3 separate regions of the Mus musculus genome follow, and regions 2 and 3 are each linked to region 1. A link is a contact called in public ChIA-PET and Hi-C data. All regions are on one chromosome and are shown on one strand. The core of a region is the stretch at or near the end of the contact, and the rest is flanking DNA. Distances in the headings are between cores, read along the strand shown.

The links. Hi-C and Micro-C count contacts between places; a contact is called where the count stands out from the background. ChIA-PET counts read pairs in DNA pulled down with a chosen protein or histone mark.
Region 2: a contact with region 1 is called in a Hi-C map of liver, with 2.9 times the contacts expected there. The contact joins two enhancer-like sites. A contact is called at or near these places in 3 of 39 promoter capture datasets (embryonic stem cells and neutrophils), 22 of 484 Hi-C or Micro-C datasets (the Ba/F3 cell line, the C2C12 cell line, LSK cells and 11 more), 14 of 115 datasets of contacts at active chromatin or transcription factors (the HPC-7 cell line, embryonic basal ganglia, embryonic forebrain and 9 more) and 4 of 9 other capture datasets (adipose tissue, bone marrow-derived macrophages, liver and 1 more).
Region 3: an ESRRG ChIA-PET map of liver shows a contact between it and region 1, with 7 times the contacts expected there. The contact joins two enhancer-like sites. A contact is called at or near these places in 1 of 39 promoter capture datasets (embryonic stem cells), 19 of 484 Hi-C or Micro-C datasets (CD8 T cells, the N1E-115 cell line, bone marrow-derived macrophages and 8 more), 10 of 115 datasets of contacts at active chromatin or transcription factors (the HPC-7 cell line, embryonic stem cells, extraembryonic endoderm stem cells and 4 more) and 3 of 9 other capture datasets (adipose tissue, liver and pancreatic islet).

What each region holds. Positions count from the first base shown.
Region 1 is chr6:54,048,675-54,053,310 of GRCm38.p6, forward strand. The region is part of intron 1 of Chn2 (chimerin 2); the gene reads left to right. Among named protein-coding and RNA genes, the nearest start is that of Chn2, 11 kb to the left of the region's middle. Within about 2 kb of position 2,662, at least 3 of the 459 cell types and tissues checked have an H3K27ac peak or open chromatin away from gene starts, as enhancers often do. A contact at or near this core is called in hepatocytes and liver, where this site is marked.
Region 2 is chr6:54,177,430-54,182,065 of GRCm38.p6, forward strand. All of the region lies in intron 2 of Chn2 (chimerin 2), which reads left to right. It also overlaps the pseudogene Gm15526. Among named protein-coding and RNA genes, the nearest start is that of 9530036M11Rik, 27 kb to the left of the region's middle. Within about 2 kb of position 1,857, at least 28 of the 459 cell types and tissues checked have an H3K27ac peak or open chromatin away from gene starts, as enhancers often do. A contact at or near this core is called in liver, where this site is marked.
Region 3 is chr6:54,128,417-54,133,052 of GRCm38.p6, forward strand. All of the region lies in intron 1 of Chn2 (chimerin 2), which reads left to right. Among named protein-coding and RNA genes, the nearest start is that of 9530036M11Rik, 22 kb to the right of the region's middle. Within about 2 kb of position 2,620, at least 17 of the 459 cell types and tissues checked have an H3K27ac peak or open chromatin away from gene starts, as enhancers often do. A contact at or near this core is called in hepatocytes and liver, where this site is marked.

The sequences.
Region 1 (4,636 bases), core at 1,412-3,911:
TTGGAAGAAATGCCTACAGATAAGCTACAGGAAAGTGAGAGTTCTTCAGAAAGGGCAGGTTTTCCCCTTAAACGGCTGTTACCACCTTCAGGTACAACAGAAGTGGAGAGGTGAACGGTGTCTTTTAAGTGTCAATCACTGTCAGAAAGACCACTGGATTCTGAAACCAATAACCTGAAGTCTGGGATGTTCATAGCCCGTTCTTTGCCGACATGATTTCATACCCTGGCTCTAGGCTCTGTGATTCACAGACTCACTCGGGAGGTGACCTTACGCAATTCTCTTCTTGTTGGAGGCTCAGTTCTATGGTTTCATGGTGCCCATAATTGACCTTTATAGTTTCACTGTACTGTTTCAAGGAAATGAAACCCAGAGCTTCCTTATTGTTTCAGACGGTGCCATGCTAGCAATGTAAAGGCCTTTTCCTTGAAAAGGTTTTATTTCTAAAGGATAAACCCAAGAGATCATGTTAGGATAAAAAGTAGGAAGGAAGGACATGGCTTCAGGAGTCAATCTCTTGCTGCATCTGCCAGCATGTAGGAGTTGCAGGTTTACCCTGAAGTCTCCTTCTCAGGCCTAGATTTGCCTTGATCAATATGGAAATGCATGTGGCTAAGGGCTCATTGAATTATGGCTAGTCTCTGAATTATTGATGACTAAAAGCATCCTGGGGAGTAAAAGGTTTATTTCATTTTACAACTTTCAGGTCACTATGAGTGAGGGATGTCGGGGCAGAAACATAAGGTGGAAACCTGGGGGCAGGAACTGATTGATGCAGAAACCATGGAAGAAGAGTGCCGCCTACTTACTGGCTTGTTCCTTACAGCTTGCTCAGCCTGCTTTCTTATACAGCCAGGATCCCCTCCTCTCACGCGTCAGTCCCTAATCAAGCTTGCTTTACGGGCCTATCTTTTTTATTTTTTAAAAAGTGACAACACTTTCTTTCATACAATATATTTAGATCATTGCCCCTCCCACATTCTAGCTCCTCCCAGCCACCCTACCCACTCTACTTTATATTTGCACAAAACAAAATAAACAAAAACCCAAGAAACAGAAACAACCAAACAAACTCACAAAATCAAAAATCAAAACAAATACCAATTAAGTTGAAATGTGCCAAAGCAAAGCAAAACGAAACAAAAGAGTTCACAAAACCGTCATGGAGTTCATTTTGTGTTGGCCAGCCACTCCAAGCGCTGGACCTGCCCTGCAGTGTGGTTGATGCTCTCAGTGACACTCCATTGGAGAAAACGGTTTTCCCTTTGCCAGTTGCAGATAGCTTCTTGGTTGGGAGTGGGATCCAGTGTCCACGTCCTATGATCAGTGCCGGGACCTAGGACTTGTGCATGCTGCTACAGTCTCTGTGAGCTCATATGTGAGTTGATCCTGTTGTGTCTTGAAGGCTTCTATGGGCCAATCTTACAGAGGCATTTTCTCAACTGAGAATTCCTCTTAACAAATGAGGAACAAATTCTCAATTAACAAATGACTCTAGCTTGTGTCACGTTAACATAAAACTGACCAACACGTGTCTAAAAACAGTATAACAGAAACAAATGAAAATTATATTATCCTTTAAAAATACTAAATATATGTTGAAATAATAGATAATAAAATGTACTTTAAAATTAAATTCACTTGATTTTAAACTATTAGCATGACTCCTAGTGCATTTAATATTGCAGACGTGGCTCGCAATATCTCTGCAGCAGACAGAACTGGTCTGGGTGGCTCCTGTGAGCAAGCCTGCTCTAGCCTTTGCCACAGAGAGTGCCAAGAACAGCCTGCTGATGCACACCCAGTGTCTCCCACTGCGTGCTCTCCAGAGGTGACCGTCTGCCATTAAGACAACTGAGCCCATATTCTGAGGTCCTGATTTGAGCCACAGGCTTAAAGGTATCATTAGTTATTCTTGAGTCTGTACATAGGTTTTGGATTGAAGTGCCATGCAGAGAGAAGGTTGGGGCACTCATTAGATGCTTGTATTGAAGGGTTTGGCTTTTCCTATTGTTGTGTTTTAGAGTCACTGAATTCCAGATTTTACACATCTAGGTGTTGATTTTGGGTAACCCTTTCAAAGAAAGTCTGCAGAGTTCTGAAGTTGTAAGAGAGATTGAAAAGTCAAGGGGCCTCTCTTTCTCTCTGCCTGTGTGCAAAACACTCCTCTGATAGTCTCTGAACTGAAGCATCCTGCTGTCAATCTGTATATGTGAACACACACACACACACACACACACACACACACACACAATCTGTGTGTCTGTTCATGTCTACACAGAGAGTGGAAGTAGATCAGCTTTCAAACAAAAGTTATTTCTAACCAAATTTATATTGAATATAAGTTAATACCAAAGGAAATGAAAAGGCAAGCCTAGCATTACTTTTAGTAATGAAAAAATTCACTTGGGATTATGCTAATGATATGTAGATATTAATACACATAATACCACTGCCTAATATTGATTTAAGTTGCTCATTCAAATTCTCTTTATTATAGAAAAATTAGCCATTTTGCTTTACAGTGCTTGCCCCCACAGATAGCATTGGAAACATTAAAGGGGGTTTCTTATTTGCAGGTTTGCGTATGCAGAGGGCAGTGTAGTGGCTCCCACAAGCATGTGCCCTTCGACTTGTGAGCTCCTGGTTGGCGCCCTCCTTGGCTTATATCCATTGCCCTTTCTGCCTCCTCCCTCGTGATCAATGGTTAGAGTTGAAGCTACTCAGCAACCGAGGAAGCTCATTTCCTACGACTGGCATTACTATGCCCTAGGGCTGAACTTTGGCCACACGAGGGGCCTGTGCTGGTTTGTCACAGCCAAACTAAGCTAACATGCCTTGTTTCCCCTCAAATGTAAATTCTTCCTGGGGGGGGGGGGGAATCAACAGACAGGGACTTTGTAAAGTCTGCTGAATAATTAACATCAGATTATGGCTGGGAACAACCCTAGCAAGTGCTAGCTAGACAAGCACCCATGTAAGGCCTGATGAAGTGTGAGTGCCACTTGCCTTAAGGAACCTGCTGATGACTAGTCTGTATTTAGCTTTGCATTGCACTGTACTGGCAGAGTGTTTTGTAAAAATGCACACAGCAGCCTTTCTGGGAGGAGATGCCCTGTAGCATCTCCCTTTCATGAACAGTGGAGTGTAAATCTGTCACTCAGAGGCTCCTGGAGATGTGTCTGACTCCATCTGGAGTTTAAGCTACATGTCTTCACAGTAATGAATCCCATCCGTTTGTTACCCACGCAGCCGATGGCTCTTCTTTCCCAAGCTTTACAGTAAACCCTCTGAACCTTGTTTCTAACAGCCAGTTCTTGGAGTTTGTGAACAAATGCGGTGCATTTGAACCTCACACTGTTGATAAGATTTTATTAGTAGCAGTGGGCTCTGTTAACCTGGACTGCCCTTGCTTCCATTGTCTTGTCTGTAAAATGGGCTGCTAAGACTGGGAGAACCGAATCTGTGAGTGTCGTTGAAAGAGACTTGAAAATTCATGGGAAAAAAATTCAAGATCTTCTCGTGCTAGAGAGAGGCTTTGTAGGTTCTCTTCCAGGACAAAGGGGACCATCAGCTCAGGATCTGCTTGCTGTCTGTGCACACCTTTTCTTAACGCACGGACCAGCTCTTCTTCAACAGGCTGTCAGGTGTTTGGCACGTAACAGAACCAAGTCAGCCAGTGTGCGCCCAGCATTGCCAATGCCATTTTAAATTAGCTTAGATGGCTCTAAGGGAGTTCTAAGGGTTGCCACTATTTATCCTTTCCTACCTAGAAGACTGATCCCCCCCCCCTTTTATAAATTAACTTCTATATAATGTGCAGTGCAGATTTTTCTCAATTAAAGATGAGTTGCATCCAAATAAGCACATGGCAAATGTAAAATACTGTAAATTATGAAAGCATGAAGTCTTGGTTAGGATTTCTATTGCTGTGAAGAGACACCACAGCCAAGGCCGTTCCTATAAAGGAAAACATTTAGTGGGGGCTGACTTATAGCTCAGAGGTTCAGTCCATTGTCACCATGGCAGGAAGCTTGTCAACCTGCAGGCAGACCTGGTGCTGGAGAAGGGGCCCAGGAGCCCAGAGTTCTACAGCTGGTTCAGCAGGCAGCAGGAAAAGGAATGACACTGGGCCTTTGTTGAGCTTTTGAAACTTCAAAGTCCACCCCTAGTGACACACTTCCTCCAACAAGGCCACACCTCCTAATAATAGTGCCAGTCCTAAGAGCCTATAAGGTCCATTGTCATTACCACACATGGGATGCAGCTAACCTACCGAAGAACCAGAGTTTAGCAGCACAGCACACAGTAGCTCTGGTTCCTGCAGGGCTCCATCCTGTGGTCACATGGCTGAGATGATGTCCTGACTCCATCCTGTGGTCACATGGCTGCTGCTGCTGCTGCCTGCCTCCATGGCTGATGAGGGGTTGTTGCTTGGTGCCCAACATTGATGGAGACTATCTTCCTCACAGAGAAAATATCAAAGTCTGAAGTATTGTCTACTAAACTTACATCACTTTCATAGCCTCATAAAGTCAAGCAATTGTCCCTAGAGAACTGTTTACACGCGAAAGAATTTTCCAGTAGACCTGCATGTTGTAAAGTGTATAATACAATGGCCAGGAAGTCACCACAC
Region 2 (4,636 bases), core at 607-3,106, 130 kb after region 1:
TGGGCTTGATGGCCTGAGGCTTCACCAGGGCCTTGATGGCCTCTGCGCATGCGCGCACTCACTGCCTTTGCATTGTTGGCCTGCATCTCCTTCAGGCCTTTCTTGTTGTGCTTCTTGGCAAAACGCATGTTTCTCAGGAACTTGGGGTCAACCCCCTTAAGAGATTCGTATCTTTGCGACCGGGGTTTCTTGATGCCATTTCTGTGCCATTTGCGGGACTGGTTGTGTGTGGTGTGGTTCTTGGACTTGGCCATGTCTGCACGGTAACCCGCGGCTCCCGCAGCCGAAATGCAGTTTTTAACATACTAACTTGCTGACCTGTACAGAAATTCCCTCAGTTTTTCTGTAACCACAATAAAACCCTGAAGCCCTCTATACTAAAGTGTCTGCTGCGTGACAGTGAGAGGTTGAGAGACCTTGCTGGAGAGCTCATAAGAAGGACCTTACGTGTTTTACAGCACAGTTGACTCCTCGGTGGGTTTTGGGTACCTGCAACTTGGGCGTAACATAGTGTTCTTGATTGCAAGTTAATAGAATATTCCAGTCAGTGGTCACATAGACCAGAGGCTCTGGATTCGGGCATGTTTGGACATGACCCTTTCCACTCCCCTGGCCTTTTAAATTACTATTATTGTTGTTGTTGTTATTATTATTATTATTATTATTATTATTATTTGGATGATACTTTTCTTCAACTGGACTTTAACAAGTTCTTCCCATGTCATTTCTAGACAGACCCAATACCCCCAAGGGTATTGGCACTGCTTTCAGAAACATCAGGCAAAGAGACCACCCATTTATTAGTGCTTCGAGAAAACCATCAGAATGACATTTCAGCCCTCCTTGACTTCATTTTCCCATTCCTGACTTCATCTCTGTGGTCAAGGGGTTGGTAACTGCTAACTTTCCCTGACTGATCAGCATCAACTTTGGAATCAATCCTGCCTAAAACATGATCAGAAAATGTAGAGAAACACGGGAAGGGGGAAGAAGCTCACGGGTGCTAGGGAGGTAGCCATGAACAGCAGGCGTGCACATTGGGCAGTAAGGATCTTTAGAAATCTTCTTTTCCAGTGGTGTATGGATGGCGTCCCTGCATTCAGTCATTCATGCACCTAGTGCATATTAAGGGCCTGTCTGAAGCCAGAGAGTGCACTAGGAGCTGTTGGGCCATAAGGATACATAAGACCAAGACTTGACTGGAGAAAGCCCAATGTCACATGATGGCCCCAAATTTCTGCTCTCTCTCCATTTCCCTGTGGGATTAGAAGCTCTTGTTATCCTCTTAGAAACAAACACTATCACTTCCTTAGCTATGTCCTTGGGAGGCTCTTATCCCTAAACACCATACATCTGGAGCTCAACTACTAAAACCAACCCCCACCCCCACCCCACCCCACCCCACCCCATCCCACCCCCACCCCCGCAAAACCACAGGCAAAGTCACTGAGGAAGTGTTGGAGTTAATGGCCTAAAAGAATTGCCACTTTTGAATTCACTTAAAAACAACAAGGAAGCCACATTTGAATATTAAGTCAGAAGTGTGTGAAATGTGAGCCTGGAGCTGACAGGTTCAAAAGCCAACCGTTATGGGACTAGTCTGATTTTCTTTAGTAAGAGACCAAAAGCAACCATGCAGTTGATGCTGGAATGACAGCTCTCCCAGGAGCCCTCCTCCAGTGGGAGGTCAGGTACTCAGAGCTTGTGCTGATTATTCTAAACAGGAGCTTGGGACCTCACACCCTTGATCTGTAGAACTGCCAAAGTCAAATCACCTGACGGGAATAGGATAGTAGTTATTCTTTGATCCTATCCCAATCTGTGAGTCATAAAAGTAGCCTGTGTGCAATTTGTCAAACCCCATAGATCCTGCTTATGTACACAGATACCTGGCTCCCTGCTTTGGGGCCCCACACACCTTGTCTTTGGGTTACCATGGTGCCATTGGCCAAGCAGTGAATTTTAAGATAATATTTTATTAGCAAGGCAAAGCCTTCACATGGTAGCTAGAGGTGAGGTTGGAACCAGGAAGTCATCTATAGTACCAGTAACCTGCTGCTCATAGCTGGGGGACATGGCAGTAGCCAGGCTGATACTGCTTATTCATTATGTACTGGCCAGAGGCAGTACTTTTAGAAGGGAGTGGACTGCAGAGCCCAATCTAGAGGGCTAGGATCCACCCATCTCAGTCCTAAGTCCTGTTTTTGAGTGGCTTCAGCACTCTGCTTGCATGACCTTTCCCATATTGCCCACAGGAACATGTTGACTTATCCCTATGTTGACAAGGTGAGTCAACTTTTGTTATGCAAGAATAAAATATTAGCTTTCTCAATCCTTAGACTCCAAGGGGAGCAAGGTGTCCCTTCTCTACCTCCACAAACCTCAGGGACCTCCACCACTGCCAAACAGGTTGACCCAGTGGGAGAACTCTCTCCTGTGCTGGAAAAGGCCCCTGGCTAGGGAGGGCCTCCAGTATGCATGGGACATTGCTGTAGAAGCAGATGCTACCGTGTCACTCCTCTGCTTGTGGAACCACCTTAAGAGTGGCATTCATTCGTGCATTTTGCTTGTGAAGTATGTTTGTTGAGTTAAATCAGGAAGTGAGACTTTCAGACGTTGTGACATATTTTATACCTCAAATGCGCCTTGGAGAATTATTCCCGTGGGTGTTTGATTAGCTAACCCTTTAAATGGTGTACAGGACCCTACTGAAAGCTAAGGTAGGAAGCTTCCTGGCTTTTGATTGGCTCTCATGTCAGCATCCGGAGAGATAGACACATGACCCAAGTGGTCCACTGGCTTCCCTTCCATTTTGGCAAACTCTGCTGCTCAGAGAGCATAGAGCAAGCCTCAGGAGTCTGAAGACCTTTTGGCTGAGAAAAGGCCACTAGCTAATGATGTCTGTCATGTCACTTCCAGGAGTGGAAGTGGCTGCCTGGCTTATTGTGCTTCAGAAGCCTTTCCCACTTCCTCTTCCAAACCATCCCTTAAGCTTCTGTTCCCAGTGTGTGGCTGGTGAGCCTGCATTTCTCTATGCCCAAGTGACAACTGCCCCAGAGGGTGAGTTTACGGGATCTGGGCTGCTGACATCAAGCACACTGTCCAGAAGTGCACCATGCCTGCATCCTTCTGTTCCATCAACAGCATCTCAGCTCCTTCTCATCCAGAATCCGCTTTGCCTCATTCCCTCATCTTACACACTCTCACAATCTCTGCTGTGTGTGAATAAACCACTGTCTTCCCTTCTCCCTGCTTCCCAGTGTCCCCTGCCTGGTCTCCCCTTTGGTGAGGTCAAGACAGTACCTCTGCCCTGGATGCGCTCAAGGATCTTCTGGAAATGTCTAGGAAAACAGATTTTGAAGACTCCTTCCAGATTCATGGAGTGGATTGTGCCCAGGATAGAGACTAGGAATCTATATTTTGTGACAGCTTCCAGTAAATTCTAATGGGATCAGACCCACGTGGGACTTTTCTAGCAACTGTGCTAGAAAGCCATTGACTTTGGGCCTGGACATCCAGATTTGAAACTTGATTTGGTCCTATTGTTGGTGTGACTTTCAGTGTCTTCAAAATGAGCTCTAACTTTGTTAGCACAAGTGAGTAAACCCTTGAGGGAAGAGTCAATGAGAACATGCTAGAATGTCTGATTTACAGCAAGCTCCAAGCAATGCCAGTGCCCTTGTTTGCTTTCTGTTGCTGTGATAAACACCATGACCAGAAGCAACTTGAGGAGGAAAGGATTTCTTTAGCTTAGAGTCATACTCTATCACTGAGGAAGTTGGGGTTGGGAACTCAAGGCAGGAATCTAGAGGCAGAACTAAAGCAGAGGCCATAGAGGAATGCTGCTTACTAGCTTGCTCTCCATGGCTCCCTGACCTGCTTTCTTTTACACCCCAAGACCACCTGCCCAAGGGTAGTACCAGTGGGCTGGGTCCTCCCATATCAATCATTAATCAACAACAACTAAGAAATATCCCCCAAAATGTTCATCATCCCTAGCAATTAGGGAAATGCAAATCAAAGCAACTTGGAGATTTTGTTTTACTCCAGCAAGAATGGCAAGATCAACAAGACAGCAGACGACAGATGAGGGGAAGCAGATCCTTCACTCATTGATGGTGGGATGGCACACATGTCCAGTCACTCTGGAAATCAGTGTGGAGAAGTCTCAAAGGGCCAAAATTGAATCTATCATGTGACCCAGAAATACCACTCTTTGGTATGTGCCAAGAGGGCTGGATGACTTATACCACAGATGGCTGTTCAGCCATGTTCGTGGTTGTTATATTCACAATAGCAAATAGGAGAAACCTAAATGTCCTATAACCAGTACAATTATAACCAGTACAATTAACGGATAGAAAATGAAAGTGTGGTACATGGACTCTATGGAGTATTATTCAGCCATAAAAAGTGAAACCCTGAACTTTGCAAGTAAACTAGAATAGATCATGTTGAAAATAGAATAGAATAAAAACTAGAATAGATCATATTGAGTGATGTAACTTAGATCCAGAAAGATAAGGATCTCTCTTATCTGAAGCTTCTAGTTAAATCTTCAGATGTGAGTACATAGCTTGGAGTAACTGCAGAAACCAGGAAAATAAAAAGGGACCATTACAGGGTCAGAGCAACA
Region 3 (4,636 bases), core at 1,370-3,869, 80 kb after region 1:
AGCTGTACATCACCACGATCAAAATGTACTGCTGTGGAGAGAAACTCTAACATAAAAATCCTGAGAGTGAATTCATGTTCACTTGTCTCCTCTTATTCAGAGTTGAGAAATTAAGTTATAATCGCTGTTAAACATTTTAGTGGCAAATTTAAAGTTTGCTAAGTGCCTTTTCATAGTCCTTGAACCCACAGAGTCCAGAAAGCCACTTGTCATTACTCTTACAAAATTGTGGCAAGGAAAGCTCTCCTAACCACAGTTCCAACACGCCCAACACCAGCCTCCTCTATGGGCCCTTGAAATGGGAGAATTTGTTTTATGATTCCAGACACTGTACAGCTCTCGTCTCTGGATTTTTTTTTTAAATTATTCTCTGCTACCCCAAAGCATTAAAGAGGGCATTTGGAACTGGTACATGAATGTTTCCAGCAATATTCTCCATGATAGCCAAGGCTGACAACAGTCCCACTGGCAGATGAATCACTGGACAGATTGTCAAGTACCTGCAGGTCTAGTTTTGAGGATTCATTTTGTGTCTAAGTGCAGCACCAACTAGGAGGGATACCACAGAAAAGGTCCCAGGTCTGGCCTTTGTGGCATGTCCTAAACCCTAGATGATCCAAATCAGTCTCTCTCTCTCTCTCTCTATCTCTCTCTCTCTCTCTCTCTCTCTCTCACACACACACACACACACACACACACACACACACACACACACACACACACACACAGGAATATTGTTCAATCCCCAGGTTCCTGTCTCACTATCTGTCCAGGTATCAAGGGCCTCTCTCAATACCTTGAGCTGTCTGTGCTTTGCTATCATGTCATAGAAATTGTCACTTGTCTCCCAGCCCCAAGACATCCATTTAAGTGTTTATTTCCCTAAGTCATTGTCATGTTCACCCATGGTCACCACAGCCAGACAGGACAAAGCCGGGCTCTCTCTGCATGATTGCCTTGATGTACCTGATGGAGGCAAGCCAGCCAACTTAAGGCTGATTCCCATCTCCATGCCTCTTTTTGGCCCTCTGGGACCTTTCCACCGCCGTGTCCTGGTTTTGCAGATCCCCCAGCCTGTAGGACTGATCAGGGCCTTTGTCGACTTAACAGCCATCTTCTAACTCTTTTGACACTAGGGTTTTGAGACAGAGTGAGCCAAAACCTTATTCCCAGCCACTGTGCTGTGGCACTTGTGTTCTGTAAACTGATGACTGCAGGAGTCCTAGCTAATGGAGCAGGCCAGGATCTCTGGGTTCAGAGACAGAATACAAAAGCAATTCCTAAAATGCTGTGGAGTCGGTGCCTCAGAATAGTTCCCTAACTCTACTGTGTGAAGTCCATGGTTTGGTTCAAATTCAGGAAGAGAATAGAAGAGCTAAATTGGAGAGGGAACAGAGCCAGTCTCATTTGCATATGACTAATTTTGATCCTTCAGCATCTCCAGGAGATGATATGAGACAGGAGAGCTTAGAATCCGAAGATGACTGAGGGAACCCTTTAAGCCACACAGAGGGAGGTCTAGCTGGGTGTAGGGTCAGCTTGCCACATAGCAACATGGACAGTGTAAAGTGTGATGGGGTGACGAGAACACACTTGACTCCCTAACTTGGAAGTTAGTGTTTCCCATTTTTCAATATGGCCCAGTGTTCTTCTCCACACCTCATTAAGTAGAACTGTTTTGAGCTGAGGATTGTAACTCAGTAGCAGAGTACTTGTATAACACACACACACACACACACACACACACACACACACACACACACACACACACACGTAAAATAAAATGGAACTACTTTAGCTTTAATTTGGAGTGCATACCCAAAGCTTTCCCTGTGGATTTTAACGCGATGGATGAGACGATAAAGCAGGGTTGCAGACACACAGGCATGCACACAGCCTGGTCTGTGGCTCAACATCATCCATAGGATTTTGGAGACCCATGCATGCTATGCTCCAAATCTCACCCTCCCTAGAAAGGGAAGCATGGAACATGTCTGCTTTTTACCTTAACTAAAAGGGGATGAGCTGGATTCCTTGGAGGGTTTAAGTAAGTGTTCTCTGCAGTTGGGGGACATGGAGAACTGAGACATGGCTTACTGTAGAAATCCCAAGAAACAAGCTGCTCCCAGAGTGCGGATCCTGGGAGAGACTAGGTAGATAAGTGCACTAGGATAGAGGAAATGACTGTTTCCAGAGGAGCCCAGATGACGGGAGATTGCAGGGATGACTCGCTAAGTCACCCTGGATTCTGTCAGGAGCTGCTTGGCAGCACAGAACCACCAAGAAAACCTCTGCACTACAGCAGCTAAAGAAGATAGCTTGTAGCCAGCAGCCAGCCATGCTGACCTACCACAGGCAGAAGGGTCTGGTGACTTCCGGGCTTTGGCTTCTCTGGAAGCCCTTCTCCCTACCCAGAAGCTCTGTTCTAGCACCACACTCATCCCAGAGACCCAGAAGAGCCTGAGACTGGATTGCAGGACCAGGAGTCACTGTGGAAGAGCGTAGGAGGAGAGAGAACTCTCCCGACCCTAACAGGTGGAGCTCAGAACTGAGAGAAGTTAGCTTCAAGCCAGTTAAGTCATAGCGGAGTGCAGTTACTGCCCAGCTTCTGACTCTGAAAGTCCTGAGAGGGCTGGAGCATAGCTCACTGCTGTGTCACATGGTTAGCACATGAAAGGCCTTGGCTTCTACCTCTAGAACAAAATAAGCAAACAAATATCTATGAGACATGGGTTTTGCCCTTAATGTCTTTCAGGTAAAAATTAACCTGAAACAAATTGAAAGACATAGTAAAAGATAAAAAAAAAAACAAAAACAAAAACCAAAACAAAGTTTCTTTCAGTCAATGATTTTTGCTCCTTCAAAAATCATTTTGCAGACATTAAAAGATTCTGAAAGCCTTGGAATACTCATATCCAGCAAATATTTGTGAGATTCTCTATGCAGGCAACACTTATCAGGTGTAAGGGATAAAGAATGTCCCTCTCCTGGCTATCTACCAGCTCTATCCCTCAACCCCAGAGTAATTTAGCACCTTGGATTCCTTAAACCTACTGTAGCAACGGTAAACTTCACTTTTACAGCGTTGTCACCTGTCCCGATTGCTCACAAAGCCCATGATTTGAGAGAACAATATTACGTTTATTAACCTTGCCACCATGATGAGGTAGAAAGGTGAGTCCATGGCTGGGTGGGTTTGAGACGTTAGGTGACCAAGGCCACTGCAGAATTCAGTATTTGGTTTGCATGGCACCAAATAAAATTGGATCAAGCTGATGGTGGAAACCACATTCTCTGTTGGGAAAGAATTGCCAGGCTCCAAGTTTAGTCTGCTGAATAAGAAAGCACGGAGACCTTGTATCTCAGTCTCTCCTCCCTTTCCTCTTCTCCCCCCCCCCCCCCCCCCCGCTTTGCTTTCTTCTCTTCTCTTCTTCTTCCTCCCCATTCTCCTTTCCTCTCTTTTTTTCCCCAATCCAAAGACCTTTTAACACATAGTTACTTGAACCATTTTTTAAATTGGTTTTCTGTATTTCATATCTATTAATGCTTACCGCTAGGTGGACAAGATAGAGAATTAGTGTCAGACAGACACTACAAATGTTATTGTGCTGCAGTCATCTTTCTGTCCCTTCAGCACTTGTGAGGGCACTACTGTGTGAGTCTTCATAGATTTAGCCAATATTTAGTCAACTTAGTCAACATGGTGTCACCCAATAAACCATTAGTCCCTAGACTGGTCTGTGTCTTAAGAGGTAGGCATTAAAACTTAGTATTGCTTTATTGGTCTTTTTTGGGGGGGGGTGCTTCAAGCTTAAGACCCATGGCCAGGAAAAGTGTCTTCTGGGTAGATAATAATTACTAGCTCTTAAAAATGAAAGTACTGACATCACATGGAGGGGTATTAATTAAATGACTTGTTTGATGAATGACAAAGGCACTCTATAATGTAAAAACACAGGAGAGATACTGATACAAAGGCGAACTCTCAGTGCTGACTGGACAAGAGATAAATGGGAGTCTCTGAGAGGAGTGGGAAAGGACAGGGAGACTCACATCTCTAAAAGATGTGTGAGGGCGATGCGGAGTGAGCTGTTACACTGGTGGCCCTGACAGAGACATCCTCTAATAGCCAGCCTCCAGGGGACAGGTGCCCTTGCTGTTTGGTTTAATTTCCTGTCTCTTCCCTTCCCTTCCCCTCCTCTTTCATTTCCTTTGCATTTTTCCCTTTTGTTATTTTATTCTGTATTATTTTTGGGTCCTCAGGATTCATTCATTTATTGGTTTTTCTGAAACAGTCTGTCTGTGTAGCCCAAACTGGCCTCAAACTTGGCAATCTTCCTGCCTTAATCTCTTGAGGGCTGTGATAGCAAGCATGAACCACTAAGCTCAGCCCCCAGTGTTTTGTTGTTAATTATGTTAGTGTGTATTAGACCACTGAATCCAGTACAGTAGGTGGGTGTGAGTCCCTGTCACAGTAGCTCTGTTAGTCCTTTAGAGATGGCGCTGGGTTGCACTTGGTCAGCTTAGATGGAAGTGATCTGGGTGACAGGCTGCATGCTGAAGAGTTGCTCACTTCCTGTCATCTTGTCATGAGCACTCCCCTACAGAAATGACAGTGCTGTAACAATCAAATCCT